3 separate regions of the Mus musculus genome follow, and all the other regions are linked to region 2. The links are chromatin contacts, called in public HiCAR-type and HiChIP or PLAC-seq maps. All regions are on one chromosome and are shown on one strand. Each heading gives the region's core, a stretch centred on a gene start, on an enhancer-like site or on the middle of the called end of the contact. The rest is flanking DNA. Distances are from core to core; before and after follow the strand shown. Region 1 has its middle 120 kb from the start of Ccnh. Region 2 holds the start of C130071C03Rik (RIKEN cDNA C130071C03 gene). Region 3 holds the start of Rasa1 (RAS p21 protein activator 1).

Region 1 (4,325 bases), core at 1,643-4,142, 1.3 Mb before region 2:
GCAGAATTAGATTTTATGTAGCATGCTGGCTTTCTAAATATGTCTTTGGAATACAAAAATTGAACCAACAAAATATATTTTAAGTGCTTTTATTTTAAACCTGTAATAACCCAAATTTAATTATAAGTTTTACTTTGATTTGTGTGTGTATAACCATAATACATATTTTAGCATGCTGGATTTTTTGACCCGTTGACTCTGTTCTAAGTCTATCAATTATGCTTAATATAGAAGCATCCAACTTTGAAATCAACTGATTTTCTAAAAGGAGCAAGACATGTAAGGAAGGAAGGAGTAGACATTCAAATTACAAATGTGTCTGTGTTAAAGGATATTTAATTTGTAGTTGGCACATAGTAGGCATTTAACAAGCATTTGATGAATGGATAAACAAACAAATGATGAATTCTATATTTCCCTCAGCAGGAATTGTGAGTAATTCATATTTTAATGTGGTGCATGCTATGTCTTCAATTTATTGAGGTCACTTTAATCCTGGTCTTTGATTCAAAGGTGTTACTAACCCTTCTAACTTACTGATGTCTGAGAAATACCATCTCTATGAGACATGTGACTGAGTTCAGCAATGAGCATCATGTTGAACATTTCCTTAAACTAGAACACAGTTGGAAACAGTTATATGACCAGGAACATTCTTCATTTCAGTCCTCTTAGCCAACATTGTCCACATTTGACTGATCTCCCCTTTATCATCCATTACTGGCTATTGTATTTTCACTAAATAGAAAGTAAGATGTTTGATGAAGCCTGATGAGAATGAAGTGACATGAGGGTATAATGGAAACATAGTAAGATAATTTTAAATTATATTGCAGTGATTTCCTATTGTATATGTCTCAATAGACAAGTCTTGACACATAATGTATAGAAACAATCTGCTGCCAATAGTCCCAGAGGGCAGACATAAAATTTTAAATCCATTCATGTGTCCTCTTTCAAAATATTTGGAGGAATATCTCTTACTATTGAAAGCTTATTTCTCACAAAGATCTATAACTATTTCATTATTTTTTGCTGTCAAGAAAACTTTTATTTTCTAAAATGAAATAATAATAATGACTTATTATCTAAATTCAAATAACAAGTCTCCCAGAATGTACAAAAAATAAGTGGCTTGTCTCCTAAATGCAAAGATGACTTGGAGAAGAGAAGCCAATCAGTGAGATATAAGCCACATAGAGATAATTACCCAGGTGATTGAAAATAAAATTCACTTTTGCTTTTTATTCCTAGCAAATGGGGTAAAAGCTGCCCCTCTTGAGTTTACATTTGTATATTCATGTCCCCATGGAAACTACTAAGTCATTGCTGAAAGATTAGAGAATTGTATCTACATTTGGTTCTCTTATTCTAAAATTTAAAGAAGGCTTTATTACCTTCCTACTATAAAGAATGCACAGCACTAACCATCAAATAATTACATATTTTAGTTTTGTACTGTATGTTTTCTTTTCTTTAAGAGAAACTGATGGTGCAGATAAAAGATTGCTATTTCTATTGAATATGTTTGTAACAAAACCTTCTTTTGTTTGCACAACAGAAGAAAAATACTCCTTCTAATGAGTAAAGCCTTGCTTGTAAACCACATTCAAATTCCAGCAGCGTGATGTGTTTGAATAGCTCTGAGTTGCAGTAGCAGCACTCTCTGTGATCCGTAAGTGGCAGTGTCTATTTGTATGAGGAGGTATAGTGGCTGTGTGCATTCCCAATGTTGTTGATGATTTGCATGTCACAGACTGCATTTCAATGATGCTGTACGCAAATTAGATACAGCTTCATGCTATAGTGAAACACCATTCACAGAATAAAAATTGCCAGCATTTTTTCCTAGTCACTCTATACATTGAAAGAAAATAATAACTATTTAGACACCCTGTTTCTATAAATTAGAAGATAAAGACATGCTGCACATATTAATTTTCTAACAATTACAGATGTTCATTTCTGGTTAATATTTTATATAAAACAGAATTTTAATATGCCTTCTATATTTAATCTGTTCTACATTTTTTAACATCTAAGTGCTTTTATGTTAGTGTATAAATTATTTAAAATAAATAAATTCTGCTGTAAGTAAATTGGAAGTTTTAAAATGCCATGAATAAATACATGATGATTAGATGTGTGCAAAATCACTCTCTGTTTCTGAAGGAGTATGGGGGGCACAAATGTTTAAGTTCAGATTTTAATTCACCTAAAAGTGTTTGCTGTTCTGAGCTTTTCTTTTGATTTCTAAGAGGAACAGTGTGTATGGATGTACGCATGAATAATGGAAGGGATAATTGTTTCAAATGACAAGAGCTTAAAATTTTTTACAGAAAGAAAATTCACCATCCAGATTTTGAAAGTCTATGAAGCGAGAAAAAGGCACTAATAGGTGAATTAGGAACATAGACAATTTCCATTATGGCATCTGTGAGCTTTCTTCATTCCATTTAAATTTTCTCTCATTTCAAAACGTAGTGATATACACTCCTCCTATTTCAGTTGTGCATGCAGAAGTGAAGCAACTGCTTCCCCCATACACAAAATGATTTGTAAATGCTCTCTGTGAATAAAACACATTAAACGTCATTTGCATATGGTGTGTTAATATGTGTGAAAAATGGTTCACGTAGTACATTAGGAAAGGAATACACAGAAATGACTCTAAAATGCCTTCTATATTTGTAACAATTTAAAAGATAACAGAGCAATGTATTTCAGGTGCATTGGACTTAATTCAGCTGTGATGTTTTCTTTAGAACCTTTATATATTATTTTATTTATTTATTTTTTTTTGGATAAATGCTCCCTTGCGAATTCAGTGCAAGGCGGCCAAGATTTTCAGAGCTGACCAGGAGGTGGAGAGCTTATGCAAATGAGCTCATCTATGCTGGCAGCCCACAATGACTGATTCAAAGGAACACTGTAACCCAGAAGATGAGTGTGAGCTGAGTCTTGTTAGCCAGTGACTCCTTCACTGTTTCTCACTAGGTAGGAGGTGACATCCCCCAAATACACTGCTTCCAAGATTTTCTAGCTATACGTCCATAGAAAGAAGGGTTTGCCTTTTCTTCTTGCAAAGTGGAAATCCCTGTACATTAAAACCTTCATAGATTTACATTTCTAGGCACACCTTTTCTCACCTCTCTCATGTAACACTCACAGGTGCTTCTGTGTACATCCTTACTCCTAGGCTGTCTGAATTATATATTATTAAGTTTCAGTGTTTAATAGTATATTGAATTTGAAAGCAATGTTGAAAACTATGCAATGTATGTAAGCCTCAAATTTTTATTACATTTCTAGTGTGAACTTGCATAAGATGTAATTTTCAAGAATAGTATAATGGGGTATGTTGAATTGGTAAGATATAGGTCCAGCAGTATATTATAACATCATCATTTTAACTCAGATTCTGGTTTCATATACACTTCCGACTTTGGTAATTTACATAAACATGCATAGCCTATGAATAATGCATGAACCTTATTTTCAACGCAGAGCCTTCAACTCTCAGTGCACTAGTATACACACCCATTTGATTGGCTTTGCCCTGCTTTCATTACTCACAGTTTCTTGGAACATAGAAGAGGTGGGAAGAGTGAAAAGAATGGACATTATTCTTTCACGTGTGTGTGTGTGTCTGTGTGTGTGTGTGTGTGTGTGTGTATTGTGTTGTGTTTTGTGTGTGTTTGTATGTAAAATATTATATTTTCTAAGCATTCAATGTTCCAAAGATTCACCTGTGATTATTGTTTCTAGTTGTTGTTCTATTTTTTTAAAGAAAGAATACATTAAAAATGTCTGAATCTACAAAATAGTAATCACAATCAGATATTTCATTTATTTATTTTTATTTTTAAAGCATGCTGCAAAAATCATTTTCTATTTGCATAAATCTGAGCACTCAGATACAACTATTAGAGTTTTGATATCTCAATTATACTTGAGGCAAATTGGTAATGCTAAAACACTCATTAAATACATTTGCATTCAGGAAATATAAGAACTTAACATATTAACTGTATTGACTTGAACAGAATTGAGCAGCGATTAATTCACACATGTGATAAGTTTTCTACATTGGAGACTGACTACAGTTTATCTGCAAGCTTGTCTATATGAATATATGAAATAAACAATCAAGTGATGCATGTGGGATTAAACATTTCTACTAAGTGGAAATTCATCACATACAAAGCAATACAATGGCATGTAAATATAACTTTAATAAAAATTTATTTTGTGTGCTTGCTAGTTTCCTTGTTTGTTTGCTTTTTTAAAAACACTTTGAATATTATTATTTGGAGAACATTTTG
Region 2 (4,836 bases), core at 1,167-3,666:
GCTCTATTCCTTCTCAATGAGCCTTATATCTTGCTGAGTATTAAGGTTTCTTCTTGAAAAATGAAGCCTTCATAGGAGAGAGAAGGAGAGGGAAAAGACTGCAGAACAATTAGACTATACTGGGCAGACATACACCAGGCAACCAAACCCAGTTCACAGGGGTTTTTAGGTCTTGCAAGCACCTTGGAAAGCGGCAGTGTTCCTTTTCCCTTCTCTGTGTGGGACTTTAGAATGTATCTTATTTGTCACCCCCAAATCATAGCTAGAATGGATTCTGGTTTCACTGTCTTTGGTATAACTTTAAACATTTTTGAGCCCTGATGTGAAAAATACAGAAAAGTGGAACGTGTGCTTTAAAATGGTGGAATTTTTTGGTGTTTGCATGCAAACCAGTGCCAACAAGTCAGCATATTATACCCTGGGTAAAGGAAAGTTGCTTGATTTAGAACAGAAAATTAGGTCAGCATAATAATTCATGTCATAAAAAAACATGAAAATGTTTGCTATAAAAACATAGATGTGAGTGGTCATTGTGATTAGTGTGAAGGGTGGAGACAGAATCCTGGTGTGTTTTGGTCTCCCTTGATATAACTCTCTCTTTAGTACAGAATTAAAGAAATGAAAACAGACTGAACTACTAGATTGGGACTGGGCTCTTTGTCACATGCCCATGGTCTACTGTCTCCAGAGAAGGCACAGTTATTCCATTCCCTGCTTGTTGAGTAACATGAAGAAACGGATGCAAGGGTGGCAGTATTGATCAGAAAACATTACTCTGTGAGAAGGAGACTGGTACATTTGAAGTCTGCTTAAATCCATAGTTGGTTGTCTAGGGAGGGAGCCTTTATGTGTATGAGTTGGCAGTCTGAGGGAATGAAGCTCTGAGGAAGAGCTTCCTAAGTCAGCTCCCATGGAGAGGTTCTCCCAGAACACCTGTGTGCATCTACGCGGAGGTGTGTGTGTGTGTGTTGTGTTGTGTGTGTGTAAAACATTTGATCAAAAAATACATTCATAAAATTCTGCCTTGTTATCTATTGGAACCAGGTATCAAGGTCATTAACTGCCCAGGACTCAGCATCCTTGGTTTTGATGGCTTCTTTCATCTCTCTGGCTCTTTACTGTACTTCTTTTCAGTAGGGCGAGGCTGAATTTTCTCCTCCTCCCTTCTTGATTCTGGCAAACAAAACCATTCTACCACTTGAGCCATCTGCCGCAGGTGTAATGGATGGCAGGGGGCCCCCCCCGACCTAACTACACCCCAGTCTCTTCCAGGTCCTCACCTCTTGGCACCAAACAAATGAGTCCTGTTCTGCCGCTAGGGTGCCAAGGTGAATGGTGGGTGCTGGCTCCAGCCTTTGGCAACACTCAGTGCTTAGAAACTAGAACCAGCTGACAACACACGCAACAGACAGGCACCCCCCCACCCCAATCTGCACACAAATGGAAGATGCATACATAACACTTAAAAGCCTTTTTGATTCCCTCTTAATTCTTGGTAACTTCGAGCTGTCTTACTCATTACATATAGACGTCCCCCCCCCCCCCGAGTGTGTTTGCGTGTAGGGGGCACGCACGAATGTGCGTGTATATTTAAATAACGCTTATTGGTAGGTCAGCAGCAGCTGATCAGTCATGGTGATCCAATAATCTTTTTGACTACATACGAATTTTCGTTAAAGTCATTCTTTATAAAAGGAAAATAACAATATCCTGTACAATCTAGGGATCCTAGGTTAGAATCGAGGGGATAGTAGAACCAAAGAGCGCCCACCTTGCCAAACTTTCCCTTTTAAAGGTCTGAGAGAAGAATACTTTCTCACTTCCTGATACCAAAGCGTCACTTGAACGAGGGTATGTAAGGAGCGGAGGTGCAGGTCCGCATAGGGAGAGGGCTCTAGAAGTCACAGCCGTCTCGGATGACCTTAGCAGGTTGGGAAGCAGCCCTAGGCGGGAGCCTGAGCCACAAGCTAGCTACAAGGCGCACTGGCACCCATTTATTCTGGAACCCTTACGCTGTAGCCCTTCCCCGACCTTCACTCCATCCCAGTTTTAACCGCTGTTTGATTACCACCAGACTCTCAGATTTGGGCGGGGTCTGGACCCTTCCAAGTGAGAGCTCTTCGGGCCCCCAGAGTACTCACCTTTGGCGAGACCTTGGCAAATCACAGCCCAGAAGCATCAAGTTTCCACTCCCAGATGTACCAGAGTCCCTCCTGTCTTCCATTCACAGCAAGGCCTCTCTCTCCTCTCTCTCTCTCTCTCTCTCTCTCTCTCTCTCTCTCTCTCCCTCTCTCTCTACTTTCGGAAGCAAAACAGCTTGGTTATTCAGAGGAGGAAAGAGACACGAAAGAGTGGGGGAGGGTGAAAGAGAGAGGAAAAGAAGGGAGAGGGGGAGAATGGAGGTTGAAGAGGAGAAGAACCAGAAGATAGTGCGGGCGTTGGTAGAAGAGGAGGAGGAAGAGGTGGAGGGATGGGAGGGGTAGGGTGGAGTAACAGAAGATGGGGTGGGATGTGACCGCCAGGAATAAATTGCTCCCCACCCAGCTGCAGTGCGACGCCCCCAGCGTCTCTGGGGAGCTGGTGCGTCAGCTCCGGACTGGCCTAGGCGGGGCGGTACAAAAGCTAGCACCGCAGGACCCCCTGCGAGGGCTTCCACCCAGTTCAGCCAGCCCACGAGGCCGCTTCCCCAGGCAGCCTCCTTGCTCGGGCGAGGTGACTCTCCACGGCCTTCAAACCCTCCGGAACTTTTACTTCAGCCGGGGAGCCTAGCCATCCTGTTTGGTTTCAGAAAAGTGCGGAAGCCCGCAGGGCATCCTCACCCTCACTGGCGGCTTAACGCCGTGGCCTGAGCGGCTGCGGTCGGTTGAGTCCTGTTCCACCTCCAGCCCCGCTTTCCCAATGCCCGGGTTAAGCGGAGCCCCGACTCTCCGCTTGCCTCTGGGCATCTCTGCCTCTTCTATGCCCTTTCCTCTTCTTTCTTTCTTTCTTTCTTTCTTTCTTTCTTTCTTTCTTTCTTTCTTTCTTTCTTTCTTTCTTTCTTTCTTTCTTCCTTCCTTCCTTCCTTCCTTCCTTCCTTCCTTCCTTTCTCTCTCTCTCTCTCTCTCTCTCTCTCTCTCTCTCTCCCCCCTCCCCCTCTCTATATGTGTGTGTATTGGTGTGTACGTTTGTGTTTGTGCTCACGCGTGAACGCATGTGTGTATATAAGCGCGCAGTGCACGTTCTGAGCAAGAAAGAAGGTAAAATCTGGCACAAAAGTAGTTTTGGTCTCCTGCATCTTGAAGACAGGAGCAAGTTAAACGTATTTGACATTACATTTCGAAGTTTAAAAAAAAAAAACGAGGCTGGAGCACGACGGATCATTTAAACTGAGGTTTTACACTGCAAGGATCATTTATTATTGTTAAGTAAGATGAAAATAAGCTGAAAATGAAAAGCAATCAGTAGGGCAGAAAACAAGATATTTTGCCAACCGTCCGAAGTTGGGAGCGGTTGGAAAGGTTTTCCTGAGTAGGAACATCCAGGGTGGATAAAGGTGGAAGCCACAGATTCACACAAAACCGCTTCAGTACGTGATGGGATTAGAAATGGGACCGTGCTTTCCGACACAGACAACCCTTTAGTTCTCTGTTAACCGCATTAAACCAGCCCCATACAATGATTTCATGGACGCCTTTAATGCACAGACACGGGGGAGTCACGGAGGGTGCACGCGGTCGGTTTGAAAAATTCATAAAGAGAAAAAGTTTTAAAACATCGATATCTAAACACTCGAGTGCGTTTTTTCTCAGACAATCATACCTAAACACAGTGAGCCCCCCCCCATCTTCATTTCCTTGCTGATCTCTAGATGCGACCTTGTACAGTAGGCCGCTAGGTTCCACATAATTCTACTTACATTCATCTGAATGGCGCGTCATAAAATGTCAGAGGGGGGAGGAAACCCTTGAGGGGCGTGGAGAAGAAGCCTTTTATTAGCAATTATATCTTCCAAAGCTGTTTAATTTCAATAATAGCAATGGTGTCGCGGTAACCATCTCCTTTCTGCCATTACAGTGAGACTACCAAATGGATCGCAGCACTATGGGTGTGTATACTTAGTTGAGAGGCTACGATTGCTGGACTTTATGCACGTATCATAGGGCAGGAAGAATTTCCCAGGCATTATTTTGTTTAGCACCTGGTATAAGGACTCATTTACCTCCAAATTTTATTTCAGGATAACAGTTAGAAGATGTTGCTGATTTATGCCTACCGTGGGCTTAAAGTAAAATGGAAAACGAAGTTGGTTTTTTTTTTTTAAATTAAGTTAGTTGAAGGCAAATAAATATATTTTCCTTGAGCAGAACGAGCTGGCTATGAACTATATAAAGTGAAGGTCATATTTCACCACCCTGTCTGGGATTTTCAAGGTTGTTTAGGAGAGCACAAACAAGAAAACAAACTAAGAGCACAGAGCCAGAACCCAGCCTGTGCGTCGTCGGCATCACGCTGCCTAGAACAAACATCCTGGCTACAGCGGTGCCCTCCCAGACTTACAAAGCTGCATTGATATGGATCCGGCATGCAAGGATAAAAGTTCACCATCCCATAGCATCTCCCAAACATTGTGAAGTGAGTGTTTGTAGAAGGACAGCATTCAGACTGTAGTGCAACGACAGGCCAGAGATAGAGCCTTTATGATATGTCATCATTTAACAGGCGAACAATAATTAACCACCTTTGCCTGTTGAATACTAATTGTAGATGTTTGGCTGCCTTTGTTTGAAATTATGAGACATTGCCAGAGGAGGCAGAAGGGTGTGACAATCATAGGTTTAGATTACAGATGTTTAAGAC
Region 3 (4,246 bases), core at 306-2,805, 1.6 Mb before region 2:
TCAAAAATCACTGGAAGGACTCATTTAAACACAAATGGTGCATTTTCTGATTCAGAAATTCTCAGATAAAAATTTCTTTTACACCTAATTGGTCAGTTTAACGCTGACTTCTAGCTCCCTTATACAATTTACTTTCACTTTCTCAGCTGACACTTTGCACAAGAGGCAAGCACTACTACTGTTGAAATCAGTTTGATTGTTATAGATTGGGTATACAGGAATATGGAAATGTCCTGTCTGTACTTTGTCATTTCCCTTAATGGTACTCCTTCCCTCTTTCCCTGGTATTCTATCTCAGCCTCTTGCTATTCTCAGCAAGTTAGCTTGGTCAAACTTAATAGAGAAAGTATTATCAATAATCAGTTGCATTCAATGTGACACTTTCCAGGGAGAACAGAAAAGCTAGTACAGTACATGAACCCTAAAGGGCAAATTTCTAACACGGATAAATTTCAAGCAACCAGCATGATCTCTCTATATGAATGGCTGCTTATATACTATCTGCTTTCATATTAGCAAACTATAGATTCAAGGGTGCCACATACAAAAATATCTGGAAAAAATTCCACCTGCATAAATTTTTGTCATTATTCTAATAATAACAAAATAAATGATATTTAGATTATATTAAGAGTTGTGGATAAGCTAGAGATGATTTACTGTGTAAATGGGAAAATGTGCCCAAATTATTTAAGATAATAATTTTGTAACTCAACAGGCCCCTGGAACCTATCCCCAGGGAACATGAAAAGATAATTCTAACAGTTGAGTATGTGTTTATGAATTTATATATACACACAAGTACGGGAAATAAAACTTTTTCCTAGGGTTCATAAAGGGTGACATTGATCTGTCAAAGTTTAGACATGTAGTGTGTCTTTGGTATGTGTTGCAGATTTTTGCATACAAACTAGGACAAAATATATTGGTTTATGACTTCGGTGGCACTTTTCCTCTAAATACTACATTCCTTCTCTGACAGCCAAACATGTGAGGGAGACATTCGGTGAAGAGAACTTATGTATATAATGGTAGCATTGACTTCTACCTTCATACTCTCCATGGCTTCTTTCAACCGTTGTTTTCTCAGGTCCAAGGATCTAGGCTTAAATTATTTCACCTAAGTTATACGGTGATTTATAGCATGCGACGGAAAGGAATAAACTATGAATACTGTTTTGATTTTTGTTGCCGACTGTACGGGCAGCTAAGGCCATTTTTCTACAAGTTACAAAGCAGTGAATGGACTTCCTGGCGTCATCCTTTCCTTCTCATCGCCCCCTCGTCCCTCCAGTCCCTCGGGCCTGGAGATGAGCTATCTTCCTTCTCTCCCTGTAAACAAAGCCGTGAGAGGTAGGCCTGCACCGAGCCCGGTGGCGTGGAGGGACGGCCGCACCACACGTCCCGCACCCTTCAGTGGGAAGCTGTGCCACGCCTCCGCGCGCGCCCGCCGCTTCCTGCCCAGGCTGCTTTTCCTTCTCCTCTGTCCGGACGCGCTCCCGGAAGGCGCCTGCGCAGAAGCCCCCGCTCCGCCCCTCCCTTCTTCCCGGCCCCGCCCTTCTTTCTCTCCCGGGTTTCGCTCCGGAGAGCCGCAGGTAGCCCGCAGCGGAGTCGGGCTCTGCGGGCCCGCCCCCTTCCTCGGCCCCGCCCACTGCTCCCGACTCCAGCCGGCGGAGATGAGGCTACGGTGGCTCTGGCATAGGCAGCCCCACTGGTGGCTGCGGTGGGGGCGGCCGGAACCCGGGCGTTGAGGCGCGGCGGCGGCGGCGGCCGAGGCGGCGCTGCCTCAGCCGCTGCAGCGGGCTTCCCTTCCTCTTTAGCGTAGCCAGGAAGTTTGGCGCCCCTGTGCATGTGTGCGCGTGAGTGTGGGTGTGCGCGGCGAGGTTTGCCTAGCGTTTCTGCAGGCGCTGGGTTTTTTGCCCGCGTCGCTTCCCGTAAGCCAGCCAGCAGCCGCGGAGCTTGGGGCTGTGGCCCGGGGAGGGGGCGCGGCGGCGGGCGCTCTCCTTTTGTTGTTGTTTCCTCTGCCTGGAGAGCTGAAGGGGGACGCGCCTGGGTGGGGCGGCTCGCAGCCCGGGCCTGCTGGCCCCCGGGGCTCCCGGGCGGCAGGGTAGCTAGAGGAGAGCGGGCTTCAACATGATGGCGGCCGAGGCGGGCAGTGAGGAAGGCGGCCCTGCGACGGCGGGCCCCGGCGGCGGCGCGGCCACGGGCTCCAGCGCCTACTCGGCAGCGTGCCGGGTCAAGTTACCCGCGGCCCTGCCGGTGGCAGCCGCCCCGTGTCCCGGGCTGGCGGACGCCGACTTGGTTGCGGCCCTCGGTGGCGGAGCCGCGTCGGGGTCCGGGTTCCTGGGGACCGGGCCGGTGGCCGGTGTCTTGGGGGGCGCCGCGCTGACCGGCAGTGCTGCTGCTGGCGTGGCTGGTGCTGCGGCCGCCGGACCTGCGGGAGACGTCGCTTTCACCAAGGGGACTCTGTCTTTGCCTGCTGAGACGCTCGGGCCGGGCGGCGGATTCCCTCCTCTGCCGCCGCCTCCTCAGCTGCCCCCTTTGGGCTCCGGTTTGGGGACCGTGGATGAAGGTGACTCCCTGGATGGACCAGAATACGAAGAGGAAGAGGTGGCCATACCGCTGACCGCACCTCCCACTAACCAGTAAGTCAAACTGCTGTTGAGGGATTGTGGAAGCTGGCTCCGTGTAAGAAGTGGGAAAGAAGGGGCAACGACACATACCGTGCTCCTGCCGCTGTGATTTGTTTGACAAGTTTTGAAGTTTCAGGTTCCATATATAGGGATTTAATTTGATCAGTCATTTTCCCCTACAGGCACTCTTCCTGGCGTCTTCGTATGTTTATTGCTCTTTTGGGAAGACGTAAAAGTTTTTAAGATGGGAAGCATGGGAAACTGTATTCAGTGGGAACCGGATATGGTTCTGCCCCTTCCTAATTGAGATAGTGTCCGGGATTCAGCAGAACTTGGCACTATAAAGGCAACCGCTGTCTATTGTAACTCCAGTGCTCCCTGCTGAAGTCAGAGGCGTTGAGTACAAGTATTTAAATGACTATATTAATGTAAGTTGCAAATTCATAGGTCAGAATGTTTTGTTTTTACTGCAGCTGCAAACTCCTACTTAATGTCTGCTGGAAGCGTTGCGATTCATAAAAACACTAGATCTCTTTAGAGAAGTGGAGAGAAAAAAAAAAGTTCTGTGAATTACAGACGTGATTAAGAGCCCCCAGACTGAACACTAACTTGTTCCTTAGAATTATTAGATTTATTTATTTACATATAAATATATGCAATATGCAAATATGTTTTATATATTTATTATATCCATGACACTAAATATATTAAATATTTTTCCTTTTAGCATTTTGTTAGTGGAAATTAATTTGGTAGTTGATTGTGACATGATCAGGGCAAATGGCTCTCCCTCTAAAGTTAGAGTTCTCTCCTTAAAAGTGTTCTTTTCATAAGTGAAATGGGTATGTATTTATAACTGTAGGTTGATCTTGATGAAGGGAAAGTGTTGAGATGGAAAGTAGTAATAATAGGTCAGAAATGTTTTATAGATCTTTCATATCAATCATAATTGACCCTTAGAATTTCAATAGCATTGGTGAATATTAGGGAAAAAAGATTCGTTTCATATATTGACACTTTCTAAACACTTTAGAAGTTTTCTTTGGGAGGGTTAGCTTCTTTAAGAGGCTTAAGAAATGACTTTAAAATAACCAGGGAGGCATTTTGTAATGCGAGTACACTTTTGATTAGTATGGGTATTGTATTGTATCATAATGTAATTTGAAAATGCATTGGTCACAAGGCTTTGTTTTTGATGCATTTGTAAATTTCAACTTAGGTTTATTTTGATACAACCAGGTATGGTGAAAGGATGTCCTGTTTCTTTTAATGTTATTTGATACAAAGAATAACTTTTCATTCAATATTTTTCTCTAATTTGTATCTGTGTATTTCAGTCTGTCAGAAATGTTCTGAAAGGCTTAAAAAATTGCAGCACACTGTACATACTTTTGAAAACAATTATGTTTTTATTATAATAAAATACAGTATTTAATGCTGAAAGAATAAAGTATTGTGCCATTTTTGTAATTGAGTTAGGCATATTTAGAGTCTGTTTTTTAAAAAGCCATTTGAAGTTTTAATAATTTTATTTTATGGGTATGAGTGTTTGCCTGCATGTATGTATTTGTGCTGTGCCAGCGTCTAGTGACAGAGGCCAGAAGAGGGCATCG

What was found. HiCAR-type assays count read pairs that join an accessible place to other places. HiChIP or PLAC-seq counts read pairs in DNA pulled down with a chosen protein or histone mark.
Region 1: an H3K27ac HiChIP or PLAC-seq map of neural progenitor cells shows a contact between it and region 2, with 10 times the contacts expected there. The contact joins the enhancer-like site here to the promoter of C130071C03Rik in region 2. A contact is called at or near these places in 2 of 484 Hi-C or Micro-C datasets (cerebral cortex and cortical neurons) and 6 of 115 datasets of contacts at active chromatin or transcription factors (SST interneurons, astrocytes, embryonic forebrain and 3 more).
Region 3: a contact with region 2 is called in a HiCAR-type map of astrocytes, with 7 times the contacts expected there. The contact joins the promoter of Rasa1 here to the promoter of C130071C03Rik in region 2. A contact is called at or near these places in 1 of 39 promoter capture datasets (embryonic stem cells), 2 of 484 Hi-C or Micro-C datasets (cerebellum and embryonic stem cells) and 4 of 115 datasets of contacts at active chromatin or transcription factors (SST interneurons, astrocytes, embryonic forebrain and 1 more).

Annotation. Positions count from the first base shown.
Region 1 is chr13:85,065,973-85,070,297 of GRCm38.p6, reverse strand. No RefSeq gene overlaps it. Among named protein-coding and RNA genes, the nearest start is that of Ccnh, 120 kb to the left of the region's middle. Within about 2 kb of position 2,892, at least 26 of the 459 cell types and tissues checked have an H3K27ac peak or open chromatin away from gene starts, as enhancers often do. A contact at or near this core is called in cerebral cortex, cortical neurons, embryonic forebrain and 1 more, where this site is marked.
Region 2 is chr13:83,718,961-83,723,796 of GRCm38.p6, reverse strand. C130071C03Rik (RIKEN cDNA C130071C03 gene) reads right to left here and starts at 2,416. Exons shown (of 4, transcript NR_152245.1): 1 at 2,142-2,416. It overlaps Gm52046 (a long non-coding RNA gene), which reads left to right and starts at 2,142. Exons shown (of 2, transcript XR_003950632.1): 1 at 2,142-4,836.
Region 3 is chr13:85,286,795-85,291,040 of GRCm38.p6, reverse strand. It overlaps Rasa1 (RAS p21 protein activator 1), which reads left to right and starts at 1,555. Exons shown (of 25, transcript NM_145452.3): 1 at 1,555-2,645. The coding sequence starts at 2,134.